2 separate regions of the Mus musculus genome follow, and region 2 is linked to region 1. Evidence: chromatin contacts called from public HiChIP or PLAC-seq data. All regions are on one chromosome and are shown on one strand. The core of a region is the stretch at or near the end of the contact, and the rest is flanking DNA. Distances in the headings are between cores, read along the strand shown.

What was found. HiChIP or PLAC-seq counts read pairs in DNA pulled down with a chosen protein or histone mark.
Region 2: an H3K27ac HiChIP or PLAC-seq map of embryonic stem cells shows a contact between it and region 1, with 8 read pairs. The contact joins the enhancer-like site here to the promoter of Prdm2 in region 1. A contact is called at or near these places in 3 of 39 promoter capture datasets (embryonic stem cells, macrophages and stem cell-derived epiblast-like cells), 1 of 115 datasets of contacts at active chromatin or transcription factors (embryonic stem cells) and 1 of 9 other capture datasets (adipose tissue).

The regions. Positions count from the first base shown.
Region 1 is chr4:143,210,217-143,216,408 of GRCm38.p6, reverse strand. It overlaps Prdm2 (PR domain containing 2, with ZNF domain), which reads left to right and starts at 3,700. Exons shown (of 10, transcript NM_001081355.3): 1 at 3,700-3,794.
Region 2 is chr4:143,309,987-143,315,646 of GRCm38.p6, reverse strand. No RefSeq gene overlaps it. Among named protein-coding and RNA genes, the nearest start is that of Pdpn, 13 kb to the right of the region's middle. Within about 2 kb of position 2,111, at least 3 of the 459 cell types and tissues checked have an H3K27ac peak or open chromatin away from gene starts, as enhancers often do. A contact at or near this core is called in embryonic stem cells, where this site is marked.

The DNA.
Region 1 (6,192 bases), core at 2,451-4,950:
TGCTTGTAGTCATCAGTTCTAGCACTCTTTATGCACAGACAAACAGACAGACAGACACACACACACTTCTCTTACCTACTCCAAGTCTTGAATATCTTAGAGGAAGCATGGTGATCTCGAACATGACAGTTGATAATTGTGATTGAACGGGCCATCAAGACAATATTTACCTTAGAAATTATGCTTGAGAATGTGTATGTGTGCAGGCAACACACACACACACACACACACACACACACACACACACACACACACACAGTTGCCTACAATGGCTACTGGTCTGGTCTAGCTTTTAAGTGTGTGTGTGTGTGTGTGTGTGTGTGTGTGTGTGTGTCTATGCATGTATGTGCTCCAAGGATGAATGAGGTGGGTGCTTTCTATGGAACTGAACTGTCCAAGTTAAAAACCTGGTTTCATTTCTTTTTTTTTAAATTTTAATAAGATTTATTGTTATATGTAAGTACACTGTACTGTCTTCAGACACATCAGAAGAGGGTGTCAAATCTCTCTTATTTTAATCCCTCCTCCCTCTTTTTTTTTAAATCCCTTCCCGTGTCAGATCTCTTTATGGATGGTTGTGAGCCACCATGTGGTTGCTGGGATTTGAACTCAGGACTTTCGGAAGAGCAGTCAGTACTCTTATCCGCTGAGCCATATTTCCAGCCCCTGGCTTCATTTCTTTAACTGGGCAATGTCTTCATCCACATTGGCCTTAGTTCTCACAGCTGTACATGCGCTCACCACACACAGCTGTGATGAATGGGACATAATCCATGTACAATGTCTATAACAGAACCTAGCAGGGAATAAGTATTGTCATTCAGGGAGTCTTAAGTCCACTTACATTGTCACTGATACTGTAGTTTAAAGTCTTTGGTACTAGCTATAAAGTGTTTAATCTTTTTTTTTTTTTTTTTTCGAGGCAGGGTTTCTCTGTGAGGCCCTGGCTGTCCTGGAACTCACTTTGTAGACCTGGCTGGCCTCGAACTCAGAAAACCACCTGCCTCTGCCTCCCAAGTGCTGGGATTAAAAGCATGTGCCACCACCGCCCAGCTAAGTTTTTAATCTTTTAAGGGGCAATTCTATAGAAATTGCTGTGGTTTTGATTACAATCACATTTTTTTTTAAAAAAAAATACAATGTCTGGGCTATACATAACTGCTTATCTCTATCTGTTTTGAGAGTCAGGGAGATGCCATTTTCCCCCCGTAAGTATTATCTATTTAGTGCTTAGACATTGCTCTGGGTTTTGAGTGTAGCATGTGCCATTTTAACACATAATATGTGCATAAGTGACCAGGGCTGAGCCAGGTGACTTGTGCAACATGGAGTTTCATTCACGTTGCAGACTTTGATAGTGAGTGTGTTGTATACGTCCGTCTCCTAATAAACAGACCACAATTTCTGATTAAAGCATCTCTATTCCCATCATCCTTCATTAGCAAGGCATTTCATCATTTCAAAGAAGGAAAACAGTAGTATTTAGTACACCGCACAGCTAATCATCACTAATGAAATTTCACTGTAATCTCCATAGCCTTTGTCTTTTTTAATTGAACAGATGAACTATAAAGTGTGTCGTTCAGTCTGGGAAGTATCACAGTTTAGAGAATTGAAACATGTTCAAACAAAATACACAGATTAAAAGTATACAGTGGTTGGTTAGAGGTGGTATTTAGAAGGACCGAAGATTTACTCAGTGTGGTAGGCTAAATAATCGTTACTAAGCATCTGACCTCAACTCAATCCCTTGAATTCTCAAGCATTACCTCTTGCAGAACTTCTGTTGCTATGACTCAGCAATGAAGAGATTAACTGTGGTTTAGCTGGGTATCCTCAGTGCAACTGTATAGATTATGAAAGAACAGAGGGAAATTTCACTACCTACAGAGGAGAAAGTGATGTAAAGATGAAGAGAGTGTGATGATGTTGGCCTTGAAGAGTTGAGTGGCATAGTGACAAGCCAAGGAATGTTGGCAGTCACCAGAAGCTGGAAGAAGGAAACAGTCTCCCCTAGAGACCTCAGAGGAAGTGTGGTCCTACTGACACCTTAGCTTGAGTCTACTGATACTGATTTGGACTCTAGCCTCTACATTTGCAGGAGATTAAATTTCTGTTGTTTTAAGACATCAAATCTGAAACCGTTGCCCCAGGGGAAAAAGGCATTGTCATATCAGATTAAAGACAGGAAGAACAGCCACTGCCTTCTTGGCATGGTGTTCTCTGGTTTTACCATGTCATGTTTTGATTTGACAAAAATCAAAATCCCCTATATTTCCTTTTGCATTCTATTGGATGCCAGGGGGTAAGTAGATTTTCTTTTAAAATGATGGCTATGGCAGTTTGGTGGTAGATGAGGTGGTGGTCTCCCTTTTGCTCCCACGCTACCTCAGATGATTTTTGATGCATATACTTAGTAAGGTGTTAATCAAATAAAGAGTGCAAATTCCAGTGGCAGCCTGTACCATAATAGTGTATATTCTAGTGACAAGTTTGCATGTCTCTCTTAGGTTTGTAAACTCTTGACTAGTGAGAGACATAAGCAAACATTTGAGGTTTTATTTCCTCTCTCCACGGGCTCTGTGGTGATCCAGACCTTGACAACACTTGACATTGTCCTCACCTGTCAACAGTACTGATGAGATAATCACCATGTCACCAATCCTTTACAGAGTATACCACAATCCACGTTGATTGACGTACTTTCTAAACAACAGGTACATTTGATGAGCTTGTCTGGTCTTTCCAAAGTTTTGGAGGCACATTTGAACATAATACATTATCTATTTTTCAGATCCTTTTCTCAGAGGACTAATACGGCCCACTACACTTAGATTTTTTTTTTTTTTCCTTTCTTCTCAGAGGATAGCTTTATCTTGAAGTACTCATGGCTCTGGGTACCATCTAGATGTGACAAGTAACTTTCATCTCTCTACAACTTCAGATTGATTGGCAACTATGTTCCCGTCAAACCTCTTTTCTGGGATGTCAGAAGTGGTCTCCAGTTCAATCCAATCCATCTCCAGCTCACTTGTTTGTAAATAGTGGTGCAGTTCCCAAGGGCAAGATGAAGGCCATGCTGGGTACCACAGAGCCTTGGCACTGACCTAGGCCCATAGCTGGCAGTTAGCAAATGCCTCCTGGTAAGGGATGAATACAGCCGCTCAGTTGCATCTGCTTTGCTGAAGTTTCGGGTTTGTGTGTGTGTGGCTATATTGGTCCTTTGCACACCATTTAAACGGTCTATTTGCCTGGCAGTGGTCTAGTGAGTGGCCTTCAGAGTGGATTCTGCTCTTGTTTTTCTTGAAACAAGGTCTAAGGGTGTGGTCCTGCCTTCCTGGAATTCACTATGTAGCTCTGGCTGCTTCTGCCTCGAGTTTGGGGATTAAAGTGTGCGCCACCACGCCAGTCAGTCGCGGTCGTCTGAAGTAGGGTGGCTTCTCTGACCAACTCTTGAGTTTCTCAGCCCTAACTCTATAGTGGTCAGGCTGGCCCGGCCATGGCGACGCGGGCTTCCCTTCGAGGTAATAACGCTCTGGGGCGAGCGGCGAGTCCGTGATTGACAGAGAGGGCGACACAGTCCGCCGGGGTCACGCCTGACCGTCGTGTTGAGCTCCTCGGGGTCGCAGGCCACGAGCTACGCGCGGGGTCGGGGTCGGGGTCGGGGGTTGTGGGCGCCGTGCCGACGTCACTTCCGGCCGGAGCCAAGATGGCGGCGGCGCGGCCGCGGGCGCCAGAGCGACGGCGGCGGCTGCGGCTCTGGGCTCGCTGAAGCGTTGGCACGTCGCGCTCTGGTGAGGAGCGGCGGAGCCGGGGAGGGCGGGCGGGCCTCGGGGGAATGTCCCTTGGTGTCAGTGAGGAGTGTGGCCACCGCGGCGGGGGCGACCGGGCCGGGCGCTAAGGGGATTGCGGGGCGGGCTGACGCGCCCCCTTCGAGCTTCCTCCGAACGGCCGGGAACCGGTGGCTGGCGCTGGCGCCGACGCGAGGCGGCGCGAAGGCTCCCGCTCCGCGGCTCTTAAGTCCCCGCGGCCAAGTTTCGGGTCCGTTTGGTGACGGCGCGGCGGACTCGGGGTGCGCGGCTGCGGGGTCGGCGGGGAGCGCACGTGGGCCCCGGGCGGTCCCCATCCGCAGGGCTGCGCTGATCTCTGCTCTTTTGTGTCCCGGGTTGAATGTGCGAGCGCATCTGCAATCCTCGAGTTGGTTCTGTGCCTCGAGCCTTTGTGTTTTTCACCCCCGTATAGTTTCCGTGTGCTATAAACCTGCCAGTGGGCTCCTCGAGTGTCCCCCATCGACCCACTGGTGCATACGTGCATGTGTCACAGGTGTGCGCTAGCATACATAGGACTGGTTTGCGTTCGTCAAAAGATCCATCTACTATGTCTCCGAGGGTGACGAGCGAGACACGAAATAGACCTTAACAGGTCAGTGTTCTTCCACGATCCACGCGTGAAGCACCGGCCAATGGCCTAGCACTTACCGTTAGGTCGGGCCTCGAGCTGGGGAAACAATCCCACAGATCGCCGGGAAGCCCCGTTGCCTCTTACTACCCAGCTGGAATTTACACCTAGAGAAATGGGGTTTCCCTTCACCCCCCGCATTTCATGTATTGAGGATTTGGGTGTATTTGACACGTGAACTGCCTTTTGCCAAGTTCCAGTGCCTTGCCCTTAGGACCCTTTAATGAAACACGGGAATGTTTGTTTCTAGTACACAGTGTCCCCAGAACATGACTAAAATTGTATCTCAAAGTTTTTTTGTTTACTTCGAGGTTATTCTTTAAAGTAATATATACAGCAAAGACAACCTCCCAATGGTTTTTTGTTTGTTTTTTGGTTTTTGTTTTTCTTTTACCTACAATAGCACAGACTACAGTTGGATCATTCTGCCCACGATGATATTGGAAAAGAGGTTTTAGGATATTAAGAGGAGGAACTGAGAGACATTATTCTGTTGTTTTCCTGTTCTATAGAGTTCTGTTTTTGAGATTGCACGCAGCTGCCACCCTCCAAGCTCTCTTTCACACACTTTATTTGATGAAATTTCTTTTTCATGAGCAATCTCGCCATAGCTTTGAAAACCTTCAGAGATCATTTAATAAGCCCCCTTTATTCCAAGCCATGGGAAGAGAGCTGTAAATCCATTGTTGGAAGCAACACTCAGCTGCATTTGGTGTTATTTCAGGGCTCGACCCTTCCCTGCCCCCCCCCCCCAAAAAAAAGCCGTCGATGCATTTACAAAGTTATTAGAACCAGGGACATAATGAGAATGCTCAATGAATGTTCGCTGTTTGTTGATGGAAGACTTGGCTTCGTTGAGGTTTGAGGTGGTTTGTTTTACATTTTCTATGCAGTGCTCGGGATAAGAAGGTGTAACTTTGTAATAATGTATTAGCTCTGTAAGCACAAAACAGCAAAACAGTCGCACTGGAAGACAGTTGGAAAACAGAGGCGCACAAAGAAGGAATAGAAACCGCCTGTAAACTTCCGCCTCCTCAGATAGCCATTGTTAACATTGTAGCAGATTGTCACTAGTCAGTCCCTCATGGTGTGCCTGCTTGTATTTCTTTATTCACATACATTCATTTATAGAAGCATGCACTTCTGTATAATAGTCTATAGAGAATTGATATGTTGTGTATATCGATGAGGCTTGTCTTTCATTATGCTGTTGTGTGTTTCTATGTCTTTAACTGTTCTTCAATTTGATGTTTAATGGCTGATATGTGGATGGGCCATCATTCATTAACCAATCCCACATTGATTTTCAAGGCTTCTAAAGTCTGACATTTCTTTTCATTAATTTTCGGAAGTTTTTTCTCTGTGATGAATTTAAAAATTCTGCAACTATTTAAGATGTGAAAACTGGAAAATCTGCTTTGGTAGTGTCTGATGATACATCTTTTTTTGTTTGTTTGTTTGTTTCAGCTACCTAAGAAGTAACCTCCCTGATTTCTCTGTGGTGTCTGTAGCTCACACATATCTGCACACAGTTCCTTTTGATGATTATTTTATACTGGCTATTTATTTATTAATGGGATTTTTTTTTCTTTTTTCAGAATGCTGATATCTTTTCAACTTTAGATCTGACTTAGACACCTTTCAGGGGTGTGTTAAATCACAGTCTCCAGGGTGGAGAGCACTGTGGAGTATTTGCTATTTTCATGTCTTCTGACTAGTTTCGTGTTAGTTTTA
Region 2 (5,660 bases), core at 862-3,361, 100 kb before region 1:
ACATCCCTCCATGGCTTCTGCATCAGCTCCTACTTCCTGACCTGCTTGAGTTCCAGTCCTGACTTCCTTGGTGATAAACAGCAGTATGGAAGTGTAAGCTGAATAAACCCTTTCCTCCCCAACTTGCTTCTTGGTCACGATGTTTGTGCAGGAATAGAAACCCTGACTAAGACAGGTACTGAGTTAGCGGCTGCTCTGCTCACGGTACATTCTGGCAAAGAGTCTGGCTGCTTTCTCCCCAAGACTTGGGAACTTGAATGATGTCACATTACTCCATGCAAGGCCATGGTGGGTGTCTCTGCAAGCAGGACGCCTGCTTAGATCCAAGTTCTTGAGATATATCTTCTTCCGATCACCCTGGCCTTGGGCAGGGCAGAATCAGGCATCCTTCTCCTGTGAGCACCTGTTATCTATCTCAGAGACATTCGTCCTTCCTAGAAGACAGCACCATATAGCCCCATGTCACATATGAATTCTCTCTAAGCACAATCCCTGTGATCCAAGTTAGCCAGATTTGGCTATTGCAGTAGAAAGGATGCTTAAGGCGATTGGATATTCTCAGCATGGCTCGATTGTCTCAGAGTGTTTTATTGCTAAGGATTTAGGGAGCCCATTTTGAAAGACAAACACTGAGCACCAAGTCCTTTCTCTGTATAATCTTATGTCTCCCAAGCTAATCCTCTCAAAGGAGACAGCTTGGCTGACTGGTTTTCAAGAGGAGGGTCAACAGGAGTGTTTTATCCTCCAGGTAACCTTTAGCAAATCTTAATCTCATGTTTTATCATTACATGGGAAAATGGGTGTCTGCCAATGGTACCTGGTAGATGGAGACCATGGGTGTCCCTAAATATCTTATAATGCCCAGGGCATGACTTCCTAAAAAAGAATTATTGAGTTCCAAATATCAGCAGTGCCAAGGTTCAGAAGCCGTGCTGTGGCTGACAGGTGGGGACATCGGGAGAAGCCGTTTCAAACCCTTCCGTGCAGAAACCCCACAGTCGGTGTCTGTAGCTCCCTGCTGCTCCACCACCTCCTGGAGTCCCCTCTTAGCTCTCCTCCAGTACCATCCAACTGTCCTTCCTGCCTCAGTGTCTCCCTAGTGCTCCCCCTTCCACCTGCCTGTCTCCCTCTTCATCCTCAGCAGGCAGCTGAAGGCGCCTGTCTTCTCTTCACAGAAGAGACACTTCACTGAAGTCTCCTCACTTCACAAAGTTGCCCCCCCACCCCACTATTCTTTAGGTTCAGGGATGTTGTTTGTTTGTTTGTTTGATTGATTGATTGATTGATTGATTGATTTTGGTTCAAGACAGGGTTTCTCTGTGTATCCCTGGCTGTCCTGGACTCCCTCTGTAGACCAGGCTAGCCTGAAACTCAGAAATCCACCTGCCTCTGCCTCCCAAGTGCTGGGATTAAAGGTGTGTGTCACACAGCTCAGGTCAGATTTTGTTTTGCCTAAAGTAATTTTTAAAAGTTATATACACTCTGTGCACACTTTAAAATCCTTACAGACCCCAGGAGGCAGAGGCAGGCGGATTTCTGAGTTCGAGGGCAGCCTGGTCTACAAAGTGAGTTCTAGGACAGCCAGAGCTATACAGAGAAACCCTGTCTCAAGGTGTGGGGGCCGGGGGGAGTGGAGGGGGGGAAATCCTTACAGATGCTTTTAGGCTGTGACAGCTGTCTTTCGGCGATGCAGCAAAATGACAGACACCAAAGGAAGAGGAGACTCCTGTTTATGTTCTCAAAACACGGTGTCATTCCTCTGGCCACACACGTGTGAGACAAGAGGATCACACTCTAGGCATCAGGGGAATCCTTCAAAAAGGAACCTCCCATAAATGTGCCCACGGCAAACCTGGAGCTAGCATGCTGATGGCATTGCAAACAAGCAAGTTAAGGGCAAGAGTCTTGACAGGAGAATTACTGTGCAGGCGGAGCATGTGAAGGCCCTGAGAGCTGAGATGGCTTCCATAAACCAAAGGGAAGCGCTCAAAAAAGGGAACCCAGTGAGAACACACCGTGTTCAGCTGGAGTGCTGGCTTGCTGCACACAGAGAAGCACCTAAGCAGCTGGAACCTATTCCCTGTGGAGTCAAGGAACAAAAACAAGCCTTCGATCCTCAGCACCACGAACACTACAGTGGCACACACCTAAGATCCCGTTGCCTATTCAGGAAGTGGAGGCCGGAGGGTCAGAAGTTCAAGGTCAGGCCCTTCTATAATGAGTTTGAGGCCTGCCTAGGCTAAGTGAAACCCCATCTCAAAGATAGGCAGACAGACAGATGGACTCCTTCATCACAAATTTAGTAGCAGAAGAGATGGAACTCCCAGCCTGGGGATATACCACAGGTGAACCAGGGGTCAAGTCCTCCTATATATCCACAATCCATCACTGAGGTCTCTAGATGCCTGCTTCTCAGACAGCGCTAACTTATGAAGAGGTATAGTCAGTAAATAAGCAGTGGCATCGCGCCCTACATATATGAGTTCCTAAGTTTGATCCCCAGCACTCCTAAGTAAATAAACAAATAAATGAATAAATAAATAAATAAATCTATCTATAGACTTATACACACTCATAAATATATACATATATCACAGCATAAACATATGTACTTTTATGTGAACACTTCAAAATAATCTCTCTCTCAAATGCATCCAAGAGAATCTGAAAAAAAAAAAAAAAAAAAAAAGAAACATAGCAAGGTGGTGTCTTGCCGGGCGGTGGTGGCGCACGCCTTTAATCCCAGCACTCGGGAGGCAGAGACAGGCGGGTTTCTGAGTTCGAGGCCAGCCTGGTCTTCAAAGTGAGTTCTAGGACAGCCAGGGCTACACAGAGAAACCCTGTCTCGACAAACAAAAAACAAAACAAAACAAAAAAACCTTTACATGAATGATGCTAGTACAGATCCAGAGAGCATGTATAAAACAGAAATGAGCATTTTTTTTATAGTCTAAGCTAAACTGTTTGGATGTATTATTATACGACGGATACCCAATAATGTAAACGTTGACAACTGTAACAAATAAAATATAATAACAATAATAATAATAAATGAGGCCTAGGAGTGCTCACAAGGTGAATGTTTGCCTTGACTGCACGAAGTCCACAGTGCCATCCACAGCACACACCAGGTGATGTGGTGCCTGCCTGGAATCCCAGCACTCCAGAGGAGGAGAATAGAGAATCGGGAGTTTAAGGCCATCCTCTGTTACAGAGTGAGTTTAAGGCTAGCCTGGGCTACACAAGATCCTATCTCAAAAAAATAAATTAATTAACAATTCAGGCTCTGGAGAGATGGGTTAGCAGTTAAGAGCACTTGTTGTTCTTCCAAGAGAACCAAGTTCAGTCTCCAGCACACCCACTTTGGACAGCCCACAACCACTTGTGGCTCCAGCCCCAGGGGATCCGACACTGCCTTCTGGCCTCTGGCACCACTGCATATGTCACACACACACACACACACACACACACACACACACACACACACAGATATGCACATAACTAGAAATAAAATAAAGCTTATTGAAAATGTGGCCATAAGAGTGTATCAGCTTCTCTGGAAGTGGAGTTACTGACAGTTGTGAGCCACCATGTCGGTGCTGGAAATGAAACTCGGATCTGCAAGAAGAGCATCCAGAGCTTAACTGATGAGCCATCTCTCCAGCCCGTATTCATACATCATTAGAAGATTTGCACTTGTCAGTAGAATAAGGTAGAAGTCACTATTTCTGTACATTCTTAACTTGTGAGGAGCTATGCTAACTAAAGAATACCGTAGGCTGTGGACGTAGGCCAACGTTAACCAGCTGAGTAACATACACAGGCTCAGGGCTCAATTCCAAGAACTCCAGGGGAGATGGGGGACGGGGAAGAATACTGAAATGAATGGGATCTTATTTTACTTCTTTGAATTGCATTTATCAAAGACACATATTTATTAGAGATTATATGGTAATAAGTCATTAGATGATTACTCCATATGACAATTACACTATTCTTTCTGGTTTTATTATTTTCATTTTTATGTGTTTGAGTGTTTTTGTCTGCCTGTATGTCTGTGTGCCAAGTGCATGCAGACTCCATAGAGGCCAGAAGAGGGCGCCAGATCCCCTGGGACATAGAGACAGTTGTGAGCTCCCAAATGGGTGCTGGGATTGAAGCCAGATCCTCTGGAAAACCAGCCAGTACTCTTAACCACTGGGCCGTCTCTCTAGCTCCTGCTCTTTTCTCTTTCTTAATTAATTCATTTATTTACTTTACATCCAGATTTAAGCTTCCCTTCTCTCCTGTCCTCCCAATTCCTCCCTCTCACCTCACCTCTCCCCCATCCATCCCTCTTTCCTTTCTCCTCAGAACAAGGGAGCCTTCCCGTGGATATCAACCCACCTGGCATATCACCTTGCAGTAGGACCAGGCGCATCTTCTCCTATTGAGGCGAGATAAGGCATCCCAGTTAGGGGAAAGGGATCCAAAGGCAGGCATCAGAGTCAGAGACAGATGGGGTGGGGGGTGGGGGGTGGGAAGCGGCGGCTAAGAGCACTGACTGCTCTTCCGAAGGTCCCGAGTTCAACTCCCAGCACCTACATGGTGGCTCACAACCATCCGTAACGACGCCCTCTTCTGGTGTGTCTGAAGACAGCTACAGTGTACTTACATATAATAAATAAATAAATCTTTTAAAGAGAGAGACCCTGCCCCTACTGTTAGAGGTCCCACATGAAGACCAAGACAGATTCCTGCGAGTTTCAATTATCCTAGGCTTCTAGCTCGTCCCAGAGATACCTCCCCCATTCCAGTCCTCTCTCAATTCTCTCTCAGACCTCTTACATTTGTGTAGGGGTTTGGGTCCATCCCATACATAACTCTCTGATTGGCAGTGCAGTCTCTGTGAGCCCCTCAGGGCCCAGGTCAGTCGCTTCTGTAGATTTCCTTGTGATGGCTCTGGCTCTTTTGATCCTTCTTGTCCCCTTTCCACAGGATCCCCCAAGGTCTGCCTAAGGCTTGACTGTGGGTCTCTACACCTGTTTCCATTAGTTGCTGGGTGAAGCCTCTCTGATGACAGCTATGCTAGACCACTGTCTGCAAGTCCAGCTGAATTTCATTAATAGTGTCAGGGTCTCGTCACATGGGTCTCAGGCTGGGCCAGTCATGGGCTGGCTATTCAACCCTTTTCTACTCCATCTTTACCCCTGCACATCTTGTAGGCAGGAAAATTGGGAGTCCAAAGTTCTGTGGCTGGGTTGGTGTCCCAATCTCTCCATTAGAAGGAAGTCTTGCCTGGTTACTGGAGATGGCCATTTCAGGTTCCATACTGCCCATTGCTAGGAGTCTTAGCTAGGGTCACTCTTACAGATTCCTGCGAGTTTCAATTATCCTAGGCTTCTAGCTCATCCCAGAGATGCCCTCCCCATTCCAGTCCTCTCTCAATTCTCTCTCAATTCTCTCTCTCTCTCTCTCTCTCTCCTCTCCCTCCTTTTCCCATCCCCACACTCCTGTCCTTTGCTGGAAGTGGGTTATATGAATTAGAAACCTCTCGTTTTTTCATTAAAAGATGTTACTAAGTTATTGAGCTGTTTTCAGTTTCCAGATGGCACACGCCAGGCCAGCAAAATGCCTCATCAGGTGAAGGTTCTTGTTGCCAAGCCCGGTGGCCTGAATTG